Regions from separate parts of the Mus musculus genome. Here region 1 is linked to region 2. A link is a contact called in public HiChIP or PLAC-seq data. All regions are on one chromosome and are shown on one strand. Each heading gives the region's core, a stretch centred on a gene start, on an enhancer-like site or on the middle of the called end of the contact. The rest is flanking DNA. Distances are from core to core; before and after follow the strand shown.

Region 1 (6,449 bases), core at 724-3,223, 130 kb after region 2:
AGTTCTCTCCTTCCATTCTGAGCACCAAGATCTAACTCAGGTTTCAGGCTTGGGCAGCAAGTGCCTTTATCCGCTCAGTCATCTCATTGGCCTGAGGTGAGAGTCTCTGATATGAAGTTTCTGATTTCATACCACATAAACCTTCCAGTTCATATGGAACAGGAAAAATGGTGCATGCATTGCTTTCCTGTTAACCACATTTCCCTAAGGCCTTACTTGGCCTCCACTCTGCCACCAAATGGGTCAGATGCTAGGGAATACAAGAGAGAGTAAGAAAGATACTATCTTGGATTTCATGGGGAAGGAAAATAAAACATACATGAGAAAGAAAGTGGCTGGAATGAAAGGCCCCTTTGGTTATTGATAGGGGACAAGTTACGCCTCCCTGTGGTGACATTTTCATTTAATTAACACCTCAATGATGGCAAAGTAGCCCCAAAACATATAAAGACAGGGAACATTTGACGCAAAGGATTGTTTGGGTTTTAGATTTCAGCACTTTGGTTGGTTAAATTTAATATTTCATGTGGATATATTTGTAAAAGTTAAAGATTATAAATTTAAGGCATAAAAGTTTAGAAAGCCATATTCTTGGGAACTTTTGAATTATGTTCATGTTAATCTCACAGGTGAAAGTGCATGGAAATTTTCTAATTATACTCTTATTTTTGTACTCTTTAACAAGCTGGGAATGGACATTTATATTTACCTGTGGGGGGAAAAACTCTTAAAACTTAAATGTTTTTTTTTTTCTTGAATTGGTAGTAAGGCTGAAAGCCACTCTGTGTCATTATCAAGGACAACAGGGGAGGCGCAGAGAGATTTGAAGCAGAAGGCAGAGTGTCCAGAGTTTTGTGTATTTACAGATTTGAACACTATGCTAGCAACAAAAGCAGTCAAATGTACTTGAAAGGTATTAATTTTGAAAAGGGAAAAATGGTTACTGTATTAGAGTGGTGAAATGGGTTGGCTTTTTCTTGTTTTACATTTTCTTAAGTGTTGTTACCGACGTTTTCAAGAGGTGAGGGCAATGCTCTGCTGAGGGAAGCATTGGGATGCAGCTGCACAAACCCTAAATTCAAGGATGTACCTCACTTACGTCCCTCAGGGGAACTGTTTCTTTCCCTTGCCATTTGGATGCGATGAAGAGAAAAAAAAATCTTTTACTGGAAAGATGCGGGGTGAGAGCGATAATGCAAGCAAAGAAGCGTCTGCAGTTGCTTAGTGAGTGCTTGCATTTGAAAGTGGGTACATGGCTATGCACATAAATACATACATGATATCAGGGCTATCATAAACACTTGGGGTGGGGTGGGAGGAAACCCTGGAGAGACACGACTGATGGGAAAAGCAAGAGGCTCACTAGACGAAGCGAGCAGAACTTGCCAGTGGTTTATACTTCTTCGGTTTTGTTTAACGGTAGATAGAGGTGGCCAAGTGAGAAGAAAACGTGGGTCGACCGCGACCCGCAAAGAGTGAACAGCAACCAGAGAACGAAAGATGAGGTGTCACTGCACAAAGGAAAGCTCAGACTTGGACCTCGCGGAGGCAAACGTGTCAGCACCCGGATCCTGCAAAGCCCATACCCGTCCCGGTCCTCAGCCCTGGTAGGCACGCTGCCGTGGGCCTCCCGCCGGGAGCCAAGCTTCTCCAGGCTCCGTGGTCCGCGGAGCTGCCCGGAAGCCTCGGGGCGCCGTGGGTACTGACCCCCGCATGGCACCGGCTCAGCGCTGGGGCCAGCCAGGCCCTCCCCAGAGTCTGGGGACGCACGCTAGGTGAGTGACAGCACCACACGTCAGCCTTCGCCACCCGGGCAAGGGAGCGGGCTGAGCAAATCCAGGTTCTCCCAAGGCTCACCTGGGAGGTGATCATGATGCTGGAGTCGATCAGGAAGCTCATGGCGAAGCCTCGGGAGGCCCATGCCCAGCTGTCTACCCCTCAGAGAAGCCGCGGCTTAAGACCTGTCCACCTGCTGTGGTAGGCGGCCTGGCCTGGCGCGTGCTTACGTCATCAAGATGCGCCCTAGCCAGCCAATCAGCGGCCGCATTCTCCGTTTGCCTGGAAGGTGAGGGTGGGCAGGGCTGGAAGCCGCTGGGTAGACTCAAAGCAGATGTGTTTCTTCTTAGTAGGCACAAGGAGGTGAGGAGAGGTAACATTTGCTTTAAGTGGCACTGCCATTAAATATAATGAAATTATTTTTATATTTTTCATAGCTAGAAACACTGGGGTGAGAGTTGTGCGAGGTCCTCAGTGACATTCCCAACACGGCAGAAAGTAAAAATAAGTTAACATAGCGAGTGAGGCTTTAAGTCAAGTAGTGTGTTGCAGATGTTACAGATTTTACTTGGTTTAAAAAGCAGTGTGACATCTATAAGCGAAAGGATGGTGGACAGGAACGTAAGAGTCTTCTCAAACATAGCTAAGTAAATTTCTGATATGATAACGTCAAAAGCACACGGCTTATAAGAGTGTGCACTCATTGGACTCTAATGAGACCGCCATTATAGTTGGCGCTTTAGGGTGTGGAGTATTAGGCCAAAGGACGAGAAATTACATGAAGACAGATTTTAATTCAAAATAATAATTACGTAGGAGTCTTAAAGGTGGGCTATGTTAGAAAGTAGTTTCCCCCTTCCCAACACAGTCTGAGTGGCTGTGGCTCAACTACAAAGTGAATTATAATTCCTTCCATTAGATACTCCATTTATGAAGGCTTAATATACTACAATGGGACTTAGACTTTTCCCACTAGAACCCTAGCTAGTCTTATTGTAAAGACTAGTTACAGTCAAGGCTTGTAAGGGTGCAAGTGTATGTTGCAGGGGATGCTGGTATCTAGAAAGTGAGTGCTCAGATTATAATATAAATAAACAAGAACATTCCCCCAGGTTGCCACACATAAAGAAAGACCCCTGTTCCTTTGATCTGAAGCCTGTCTTACCAAGCAGCCTGTCCTAGTTAGGGCTACTATTGCTGTGTTGAAACACCATGACCGAAAACAAGTTGGGGAGAAAAGGGTTTATTTCAGCCTACACTTTCACACTGTAGTTCCCTTTTGAGGGAAGTCATGACAGGAACTCAAACAGGGCAGGGATCCTGAGGCAGGAGCTGATGCAGAGGCAATGGGTGTGTGTGTGTGTGTGTGTGTGTGTGTGTGTGTGTGTGTGTTGCTTACTGGCTTACTTGTGGCTTGCTCAGCCTGCTTCATATGTGTATAACTCAGACATGGCAACACCCACAATAGACTGGGCCTTCTATCACCAATCACTAATTAAGAAAATGCTCTACAATTTTGCTTCCAGTCCAATCTTATGGAGGCATTTTTCTCAATTGAGTTTCCTTCTTCTTAGATAACTTTAGGTTGTGTCAAATTGACATAAAACCAGATAGCACACAGCACAAACTACATATCAAATACCAAATACCTGTACCAGAGTGCCAGGGAGCTGTGGAGGCTGCCTTACCATGAGAGTCTCTTAAATCACAGAACTCTGTGTTCCTGGTCCCATCTCTCAGGGAAGCAGATAGCTGCCTACAATGTGGCACTCAACTGTCATTCAAAGCTGTGGGATAGTGGAGGACACTGGGAAATTGTACTTGTATAATTATTATGCCTAACTAATTTGATCTATAGGATTTGTGAACTTAAGTAAGCACACACAGAGATGAAATTTAAAATTGAATATGTAAGTTGGGATTGATACGTGAAAGCAACACTAGGGATTGTTCTGAACCTCTGGTCACCTATCCTCTGTGCCTGCGTGGAACAGAAAGTGCTTCTTGCTCTAAGACTAACCACCTTTCTAGGAAGGTGGATGTCGGCTTGGCATTCACTCATTTTAGATAAGTACCTACCTTATCGTGGCGTGGGATTTAACATCACGACTTTGGCTAGACAGTCAGACAGGAGTGCAATACTGGTGTATTTTGAAGTCTGAGATACTCGGTATTGGGTATCCTGATATGTATCCACATATGTATGTGTGCTCACATGTTCATGTAGAGACCACAGGTGAACACTGAGTGCCTTCCTGCACCTTCCTTCAATGTCCTTTGTCTTATGCTTTGACAGCATCTTCTAGTGAACCTGGAGTTTGCTGATTTGGATAGACTCGCTGCCCAGCAAGTCCCAGAGATCCTTCTGTCTCCATTTCTTTAGCATTGGGATTACAGTTATGTGCGGCCCTGCTTGGCATTCTTACCAGAATTCAGGGGACCTGAACCCTATTTTGCATGCTGTCATGGCAAGTAGTTTATTGCCCAGTCATCTGCCTAGTTTCTAGATGTACATAGTTGATTTTTTAATGGTTTTTCTATCAGACAGTATATCATACACTTACATGATAAAAGAATTTCTTTTTATTGTTAATGCATGTCTGTGCATATATGCACATGTATGTGCACTTGTATGTGTATAGAAAATGTTTCTCATTGGCCTGGAGCTTACCAATTAGACTAGACTGGCAGGCTAGTGAGCCTGGGGGAATCTTCCTGTCTCACATCTCAGCACTGAGATTACAGGTGTGCCTCAGCAAGGCAGGACCTCTCCAACTCTGTATAGTAAAGAAGATGAACCACAAGTAATATTTATCCAAACTTTCAACTTTCTCTAAGCAAGGGACTTTTAATGTATGTGTTCCAAAATCCTGGACACACACTAAGCTCCTTCAGCTAGCTTCTCTGACAGTTGGGTTGAGGCTGGTGAACTGTCGGGGAGAAGCCAGCCATTTATCCTGACAGTTGATTCCCGGAAAATCTAATGCCGCTTTTGAGGGGACTTGGGGAGAGCAGCAGTTTCTTCTGCTGACTCTCCTCTTTCAATTAAATTCTCTCTTGGTCTTCAGTAACCTGGAGTGCTTGGTAAACTGAGTTCCCAGGCTATTCGAGGACCATTTAAAGAAAAGAAAAGAATAGAAAGGAAAAGAAAAGGAAAGAAAGAAAAAAGGAAAGTAAGTTTGAAGTGTTTGTGCTCTTGAAAAGCTGTAGCTGTGGAGGATCAGAGTCCTTAGATTTTGTGGCTTGGTCTGAAAGTCCAAGAATTAAAACGTTGACTTAATATTTCACCACATTTTCATTAATTTAAATCTGTAAGTAATATTCATGTTTTCTGTGTGTTTTTTCTGAGGGAGTGTGATAAAATTTCTTAGAGCTACTGCTTTTCTGTTCATATTTCTGAAGGCTTCCTAATTTGATCCCATGTTTTTAAAAGTGCAAATGATGCATACTATCTTTACATCAGTGACGATTAGCCTTTGTTGTTATGGTCCTGGCCTATTATTTTGTGTCTTTTGTTTATTTGGTATTCAGATTCTGGGTCTTGATTTTCATTTCCCCTTAGATCTTTAGAAGGCACAGTATTTGCTTTAAAGTAGCACGTGAGAAGGAGACGGGGTCCTTCTGCTTTCTCATGTTTGCCCTTCCCATTAATTCCTCCAGTCACAGTTCCTAAGTCTATGTTCATATAATCAAGGACTTTAAACCTTTAAAAGTATGTATTAAGAATTAGCATATAAGCCAGGTGGTGGTGGTGCACGCCTTTAATCCCAGCACTCGGGAGGCAGAGGCAGGCGGATTTCTGAGTTTGAGGCCAGCCTGGTCTACAAAGTGAGTTCCAGGACAGCCAGGGCTATACAGAGAAACCCTGTCTTGAAAAACAAACAAACAAACAAGCAAACAAACAAACAAACAAAGAACTAGCGTATAAGGGGCTGAAGAGATGGCTCAGTGGGTAAAAGCACTGACTGCTCTTCTGAAGGTCCTGAGTTCAAATTCCAGCAACCACGTGGTGGCTCACAACCACCCGTAATGAGATCTGATGCCCTCTACTGGTGCATCTGAAGTCAGCTACAGTGTACTTATGTATAATAAATAAATCTTTGGGCCAGAGCAAGCAGGGACTGGGTGAACAGAGTTCACTGAAGTGAGCAGGACTGACCGAAGTGAGCAGAGGTCTTAAAAATTAAATTCCTAACAACCACATGAAGGTTCACAACCATCTGTACAGCTACAGTGTACTCACATACATAAAATAAATAAATAAATCTTTAAAAAAAAAAGAATTAATATATAAGCTGGGCAGTGGTGGAACATGCCTTTAATCCCAGCATGCAAGAGGCAGAGACAGGCCAGGACAGCCAGGGATCCACAAACAAACCCTATCTCAAAAAACAAAACAAACAAACAAAAAAACCCCAACAACAACAAAAAGAAACAGCAACAAAAAAGAATTAATATAGAAGTTGTAGCTTGTAACTAGACTTACAATGATTACATTTAATTCATCATATGCTTAAATGTATTTAGTATTAATGGCTTCTTGCACATGTTGCCTCTGTGAATGTTTTCATATTTCCTTTATCTTTTAGCCTGAGTAAATAATGAAGTCATGTTTTTCCTTTGGAGATGGCTTTGCAGTTATTTCATTGTTTTGTACAGTAGAGGGTGCCTTT
Region 2 (6,415 bases), core at 556-3,055:
GTCTTACTCTTTTTTTCGAAGACCTTGAGGTACATCTTCAAGTCATTTATTTGAGTCCTGTTTTGAATATAACCACTCCCACCTATCTGCTTTCCTCTTAGATCTGCCTTCACAGTTTACAAGGTTTTGGTAAATTTCATTTTTATTTGCTTGTAGGACCCTTTTATGTTCGATGATCTTTCAGTGGGACATTGATCAGTCAAGAGTGCGTGTCAGTCTCTATCATTTCTATAGAATGTGTAGTTTTTCTTGCCATTTATTTCTACCTGTTCCATTATCATCTGACAAAATATAAAAACTCATTTATTTTATATTTGTTAAGAATTTTTTTTTTACAGTCTGAGATATGATTTGCTTTGGAGGAGTCCGTGGCCACTGAAGAGGGCGTTTGCTCTGCAGCTGTAGACAGACTGTTCTGTGGCCACTGAGAAGGGTGTGTGCTCTGCAGCTGTAGACAGACTTCATTAGAGATTTGATGAGCACATTTGATCTGTGCTACAGTTTAACCTTGAAGTTTCTGTGTTGAATTTGTTTAGATGATCTATTTGTTGATGAGAGTAGATTATGAAGTTGCTAGGATTGTATCTGGACCTATATGTTTCTTTATGTCTAGTGATATTTTCAAATTGAAAGGAATTCACATACAGTGTAATTTACTTTTTTAAAGTATGTAATTCACCAGTGTAGCATGTTCACATCATTGTATAGCAGTTACCACTAATTCCAGAGCACCCACACATATCACACTCAAGCATACACCGTCTCTTTCTGTGTGTCTCTGTCAGACATAGACACACTCTCTCTTTGTCTGTGTGTGAGTGTGATGTGTGTATGTGTTGTTCTTTTGGCAGTGTCCCTCATTTCTTTTGAGACAGGGTCTCTACTGGCCTGAAATTTACCAAATAGGCTAGGCTGGCTGGCCATGAAGCTCCAGGGATCTGCCTATCTCTATTTTCCCAGTGCTAGCATAATTTCACACTTAGGTTTTTTTTCTTTTTAATGTGGGTTTGTGAGATTGAACTTAGGTCCAGTGCTTGCAAAACACTTCATATAAGTAAACATCAGGAACTCTTTCTCTACTCCCCAGAACTCTTCTATTAGCCCCCAATCTTTTAAGTATTTATACTTCTTATTTTGCCACAGTTTCCCCACACTAATCAAACACCAATCCACTTTCTGTCTCTATGTAGGACAGTAGCTATAAATAGTATGATATAAAATGTGACCTTTTCTAACTGAATTTTTTCTACTTGGCATAATGTTTTCAAGTTTCTCCATGTTGTAGCATGCATTACTACTTCCTTCATTGTGTGGCTGCATTCATTGTGCAGACATTCATTCTTTTCCTTTTGGTGTTGGGAATCAATCCCTCAGCTTCAGTATCCAGCAGGCAGGACGTCTACTAGCTAAGGCCTAGCTCCATGTGACTTACTGTGTGCCTCTCTGTTAGCCCATAGACACTGGACATTTACACTGGGCTTTTAGGAGGAGTTCTGCTATTAATATGTTTGTACATGTTTCTTTGTGATATGTTTTAGCTCTCTTATTTTTATAGAGATTCTTGTGTCATATAACTGTTTAGCTCTGAGGAACACCTTAACATTTAAGTATGTGGAGGATGTGATTGCAGTTGTCTCAGAGCATGGTCTGTCAAGTGGAAGACATCATCTATCCTGTTGTTTATTTTTATTTATATTTTAAGAGGTTTGCTGATTTATATTTATGCATCTCTGTGTGAGTGCATGTGCATATGAATGTGCTGGTGTGTGCATGTGTGGAGGCCAAAAGAGGCCCTTAGGTGTCACCCTTATCACACTGCCTCTTCTGTTGAGTCAGAGTTTTCTTGGCTAGCTTGATGCTAGCAAGGCCTAGTAACCCTCCCGTCTCTGCCCTCCTGCTGGAGACAAGTGCTTGCTGGAGCATTCAGCTTGTTACATGGGTGCTGACATTCAGGCCCCAGTCCTCACTGTGGAATGTGTGCTTAGCTGCCCCAGCTCTGTCTTGTTTATAATGACACTGGAAGCTTTGTCTTTTTACTTCTATTCAGAGTAAATTATTTTGTTGTTATTTTTCAAGACCAAATTTGTCAAACTATGAAATTCTTTCAGATGTTTTACTAAAACTCTGTAATCATTCAGTTAGTTTATATTTAAGTAAGTTGTGTCCTGAAGACCCAGTTCTGTTAATGAGTTCTTTTCCCTTATGCTTGTGTAAGTCTGCTCTGAGACAGATGACCTGGAGCTATTCTTATCCTTCATGTTGGTTTGGATGAAGTTCTGAGATGTACTCTTTTATTCTATGTGCTGTGGTTAGGGCACACTGTCATCTGGGGATGAAAGTAGGCTAGAAAAACACTATTAGCATTAGTTGGTGCCACTTTTCATTTCCCAACAAGTAGCCAAGTTCCTGAAGCTGATGCTGAAGGTGCTCTGGCTTTTCCATTTTCTCAGCTGTGCTAACAGTTGACAGTAATCGAAAGCGTAGAGTTACCCGGGCTACGGGATGCTCCGTGAGCACAGCACTCACTGATCCAGTGTGAGGACTAGGGTGTCCTCAGACCCCACGGAGGAGGAGGAGGATGGGGGGGGAAGGGGACCCCACGGAGGAGGAGAAGGAGGAGGGGGGGAGGGAGAGGGAGAGGGGAGAGGCAGTGCCTTCCGTGGTACACTGCTGTAATGTGCCCCTGCGCCTGGAAGTCTGTAAATAACATCATGTATGCCCTGTGAGCAACCGTGCTAAAACTCAGAGGGGCAACAAAAAAATATACAATACAAAAGAAAACAATAACAAAATTAAAAAACAAAGTGGAAGAGACATTAATTAGAAGGGAGCTGGTTGGGAAAAGGAAGGGACCAGCAAGAGTGGAAGGGAGATAAACTGTAATGGGGAGTGTATGTGATAAAAGTCTTTATCTACATGTATAATTAATTTATGCTAATAAGCATTTAAAAATAACAAATAGAAAAAACAAGCCAGTGAATTATAAACAAAATATTTGGATAGCATTTCAGTAGCTTTAGGGCAATAACAACGAAATGGCTTATGGACTTATATCTTCTCTACATCTTAGTCATGTGCTATTTTACATGTGTTGAATATATTATGTAAAATATCCATGACATATTGATACTGAAAAGAGTGCTGTGGTGGTATCCTGAGGCAATGCAAGCCTTTGTTGCTTATGATACTTACAGTTAGCTAAACATATATGGTTTCTGTATTAGTTATTTTTGGATCTATGTGACTACAGCATCTATCAGAGACAGCTTAAGGGGATAATGGTTTATTCTGGTTCACGGTTTCAGAGTGTTAGAGTTCATTATGACGGGGAAGGCATGGTGGGGCAGTTCAGTTCCTGGTAGTAGGAGCACGTGGCAGAGACCGTTCATTTAATCACAGATAGGAGCACAGAGACAGCTGGTTCCACGGCTTCCCTCAGTAGCCCCCGAAGGGGCTGGGTGGAACTTGTGAGCTTCTAACATTTCTGTGGTTGGGGGTTGCTTGGGTTTGGTGTCTGTATCTTTCTACTTGAAAATAAAATTCTTTTGAAGCAGAAGAGTCTCTTTTTGGACCGGAGTGATGGCTCAGCAGTTAGGAGCACGCGATACTCTTGCAGAGGATGGGTGTGGGGTTCCCAGCACCCGTGTTCTGTGGCTCACAACCTTAGTTCCAGGGAATCCTATGCCCTCTTCTGACTTCCTTGAACACTGCATTCATCTATGTAAACCTACTCACAGAGACACACATAGTTTAAAAAAACCAATCTTTTAAAAAAGTTAATTTACCTTGCCTTTTTCCCTTTGCTTACCCAGTCCCTCTCCCTCCCATATTAATGATGAAAATGTGTACAACAGAGGCTATCATCAGTCATAGCTGCACTGCTTTGGCATAGTTTTGACCCAGCCTGTCTTTGATGCCAGAGTCAAGTCAAAAGATGTATTTTAAAGACATCTATCTCTACTTCATAGTGATGAAGTGTTCTTTACAAGTGGAGAAAAACATTTGTTTTGTTGGGAATGCAGATCCAGTGTGACAAAACATAATGTATAACACTGATTTGAACTGGTAGTTATGCTTGGGATGGGTGGCCGTGCTGGCCTTTAGCTCATAGTGTATTTCTGGAGAGGAGACTGCAAAGGCATGTGGATATGGATATTAGGTAAGTGTTAAGGAAAGGAGCTAGGCATTTGCTCTCTTATTATGTAGAAAATTATTTTAAGTTTTTAAAATGTGTTTGTTTACAATCAACCAGTACAAGGGATTGAGCCTCCTACATTCTAGACTAATGTGCTTTTTTTTCCCCCACTAGCTTTGGGACCATCTGGATCACACAATGTTTTTACAAGATTTTAGACCATTTCTAAGTAGCAATCCACTGGACCAAGATAATAGAGCCAATGAGAGAGGTCACCAAACTCACACTGACTTTTGGGGACCAAGTCGGCCTCCAAGGTTGCCAATGACAAGAAGATACAGGTCTCGCGGAAGTACTCGTCCCGACAGGTCGCCAGCTATCGAAGGGTGAGTTGTTGTTTTGAGTTCTTAAGGGCTGTTTAGATTGTTACTGGCATAATCCAATCTTTATAAAGTCCTCAGACTTTTGTGAACAAGACAGAAATATAAACAGGATGAAAATGAAGCTAAACTGAATGTCATACTCAAGAATTATCATTTAAGGATTGGTGATTAAATAGCTAGTCAGTGGTGGCTATTTAATCCCAGCACTTGGGAGGCAGAGGCAGGCGGATTTCTGAGTTCGAGGCCAGCCTGGTCTACAGAGTGAGTTCCAGGACAGCCAGGGCTACACAGAGAAACCCTGTCTCAAAAAAACAAAACAAAACAAAACAAAAAAACCCCAAAAAAGACAAAAAAAAAAAAAAAAAAAAGGATTGGTGATAAAATAGAGAGCTTCTATAGCATTTTTATTAACATCTCAGAGGGGATTTGTCAAATTTTAGAAAAGGCTAAGTTTGATACTTCTCGCTCGTAAGCATTTGGCAGGCTGTGAAGAGCATGAGTTCAAGACCAACCTGGGCTAAATATTAAGACCATGCCTCAAAAAGAATGTGGTAGCACACACCTTTATTCCCAGCCCTGGAGAGGCAGAGGTACATGGATTTTTGGAAAGCCACTCTGGTCTACAGAATGAATTCTAGGACCATATAGTGAGACCATGTCTCCAAAATAAAAAAGAAGATAAATAGATAAAAAGAAAAAAAAAGTAAAAGAAAAAGAAATTTGAAGGATATCAAAAGGTAAACCAAGTATATCCCATAACATTGGGATCTGTCTTAGTTATGAACGAAAGCATGGAGTTGTGCATGTGTTTTCAGAGGGCTAAGAGTCCACTGTAGCGGGACAGCATGGCTGGAACTGAGAACTCAAATCTCCATCCATAAGGAGGAGGTAGAGGGAAAGTACAGTGGCAATGTCTTGGGCTTTTGAAACCCCTAAACTTGCCCCTAGTGATAGATTTCTTCCAACGAGGCCACTCCTCCTAATACTTCTTCGCAAATAGTTCCAACAATTGGGGGCCATTCTCATTCAAACTACTGCAGAATGCAGAGATCTGATTTAAAGATTTAAGTAGATGAGAACTTAATATGAAATCACTTAACATGAAATCACTCTAGCATATCCTCTCCCATACCCTCCATCTTAAAACCATTTTTTTTTTTTTAAATAGGCTATTTGGATCTACCAGGTAGCTCAGGCTGGTTTTGAATTCCAGATCCTCCTGCTGTAGGCTCCCTGCTGTAGGCTCCCAGTTGCTAGGTGCATGCCACCAAACCTGCTTTGTACTACATTTTTGTTAAAGGAAAAGGAATCTTTTTCTACTGCCCCTTACTCTGTGCTCAGAATATTTCCTGAGCTCTGTGTCCTAATGTTTCCTGCCCACGGATGTGAGGAGAGCTAAATGAGCAGAGAGTTAACTTTGTATCCTTTACTATGAGGTGGCAAGGAGGGTGCTGTGGAGGTTGGTTTATGATTAGCCAGCTGCGGTGCCTGCTGATCACTTAGACTAGAGTAAACACTGTGTTTGAACCGAGTTTGGTGGCACATGCTTGTAACCCCAGCATTTGGGAGAATCAGGAGTTCAAGCTGGCTTCAGCTCTCTAGTGAGTTTGAGGCTAGTCCAGGCTCCACAAGCCTTTAGATGAAACAACAAACTAAACAACAATAAAAAGCATGTATCAGGTGAGTTGTACTGTATAGTCAATATTTTTTTCAATGTGTAGCAATCTTCTGAGGATTTTTATTGTATTTATTTTCATTGTAGGTTTGTAAGTTTAGATTTTGGCTCCGTTTTGTACATTTTGGTCATTTAAATTATTTCTTGATGAATTCTTTCCTTTATATAATCACTATTATATATCTTTAAATAGATCCACCTGTTTTCAATTTTATTTCAATT

Evidence for each region. HiChIP or PLAC-seq counts read pairs in DNA pulled down with a chosen protein or histone mark.
Region 1: a contact with region 2 is called in an H3K4me3 HiChIP or PLAC-seq map of the SCID.adh cell line, with 12 read pairs. The contact joins the promoter of Gpr89 here to the enhancer-like site in region 2. A contact is called at or near these places in 7 of 39 promoter capture datasets (the C10 cell line, the HPC-7 cell line, embryonic stem cells and 2 more), 1 of 484 Hi-C or Micro-C datasets (extraembryonic endoderm stem cells), 7 of 115 datasets of contacts at active chromatin or transcription factors (the SCID.adh cell line, effector CD8 T cells, embryonic forebrain and 3 more) and 3 of 9 other capture datasets (adipose tissue, liver and pancreatic islet).

What each region holds. Positions count from the first base shown.
Region 1 is chr3:96,903,325-96,909,773 of GRCm38.p6, forward strand. Gpr89 (G protein-coupled receptor 89) reads right to left here and starts at 1,974. Exons shown (of 14, transcript NM_026229.4): 1 at 1,858-1,974. The coding sequence starts at 1,899.
Region 2 is chr3:96,771,321-96,777,735 of GRCm38.p6, forward strand. Rnf115 (ring finger protein 115) reads left to right here. Exons shown (of 9, transcript NM_026406.3): 4 at 4,310-4,521. Among named protein-coding and RNA genes, the nearest start is that of Cd160, 40 kb to the right of the region's middle. Within about 2 kb of position 1,806, at least 10 of the 459 cell types and tissues checked have an H3K27ac peak or open chromatin away from gene starts, as enhancers often do. A contact at or near this core is called in the SCID.adh cell line and liver, where this site is marked.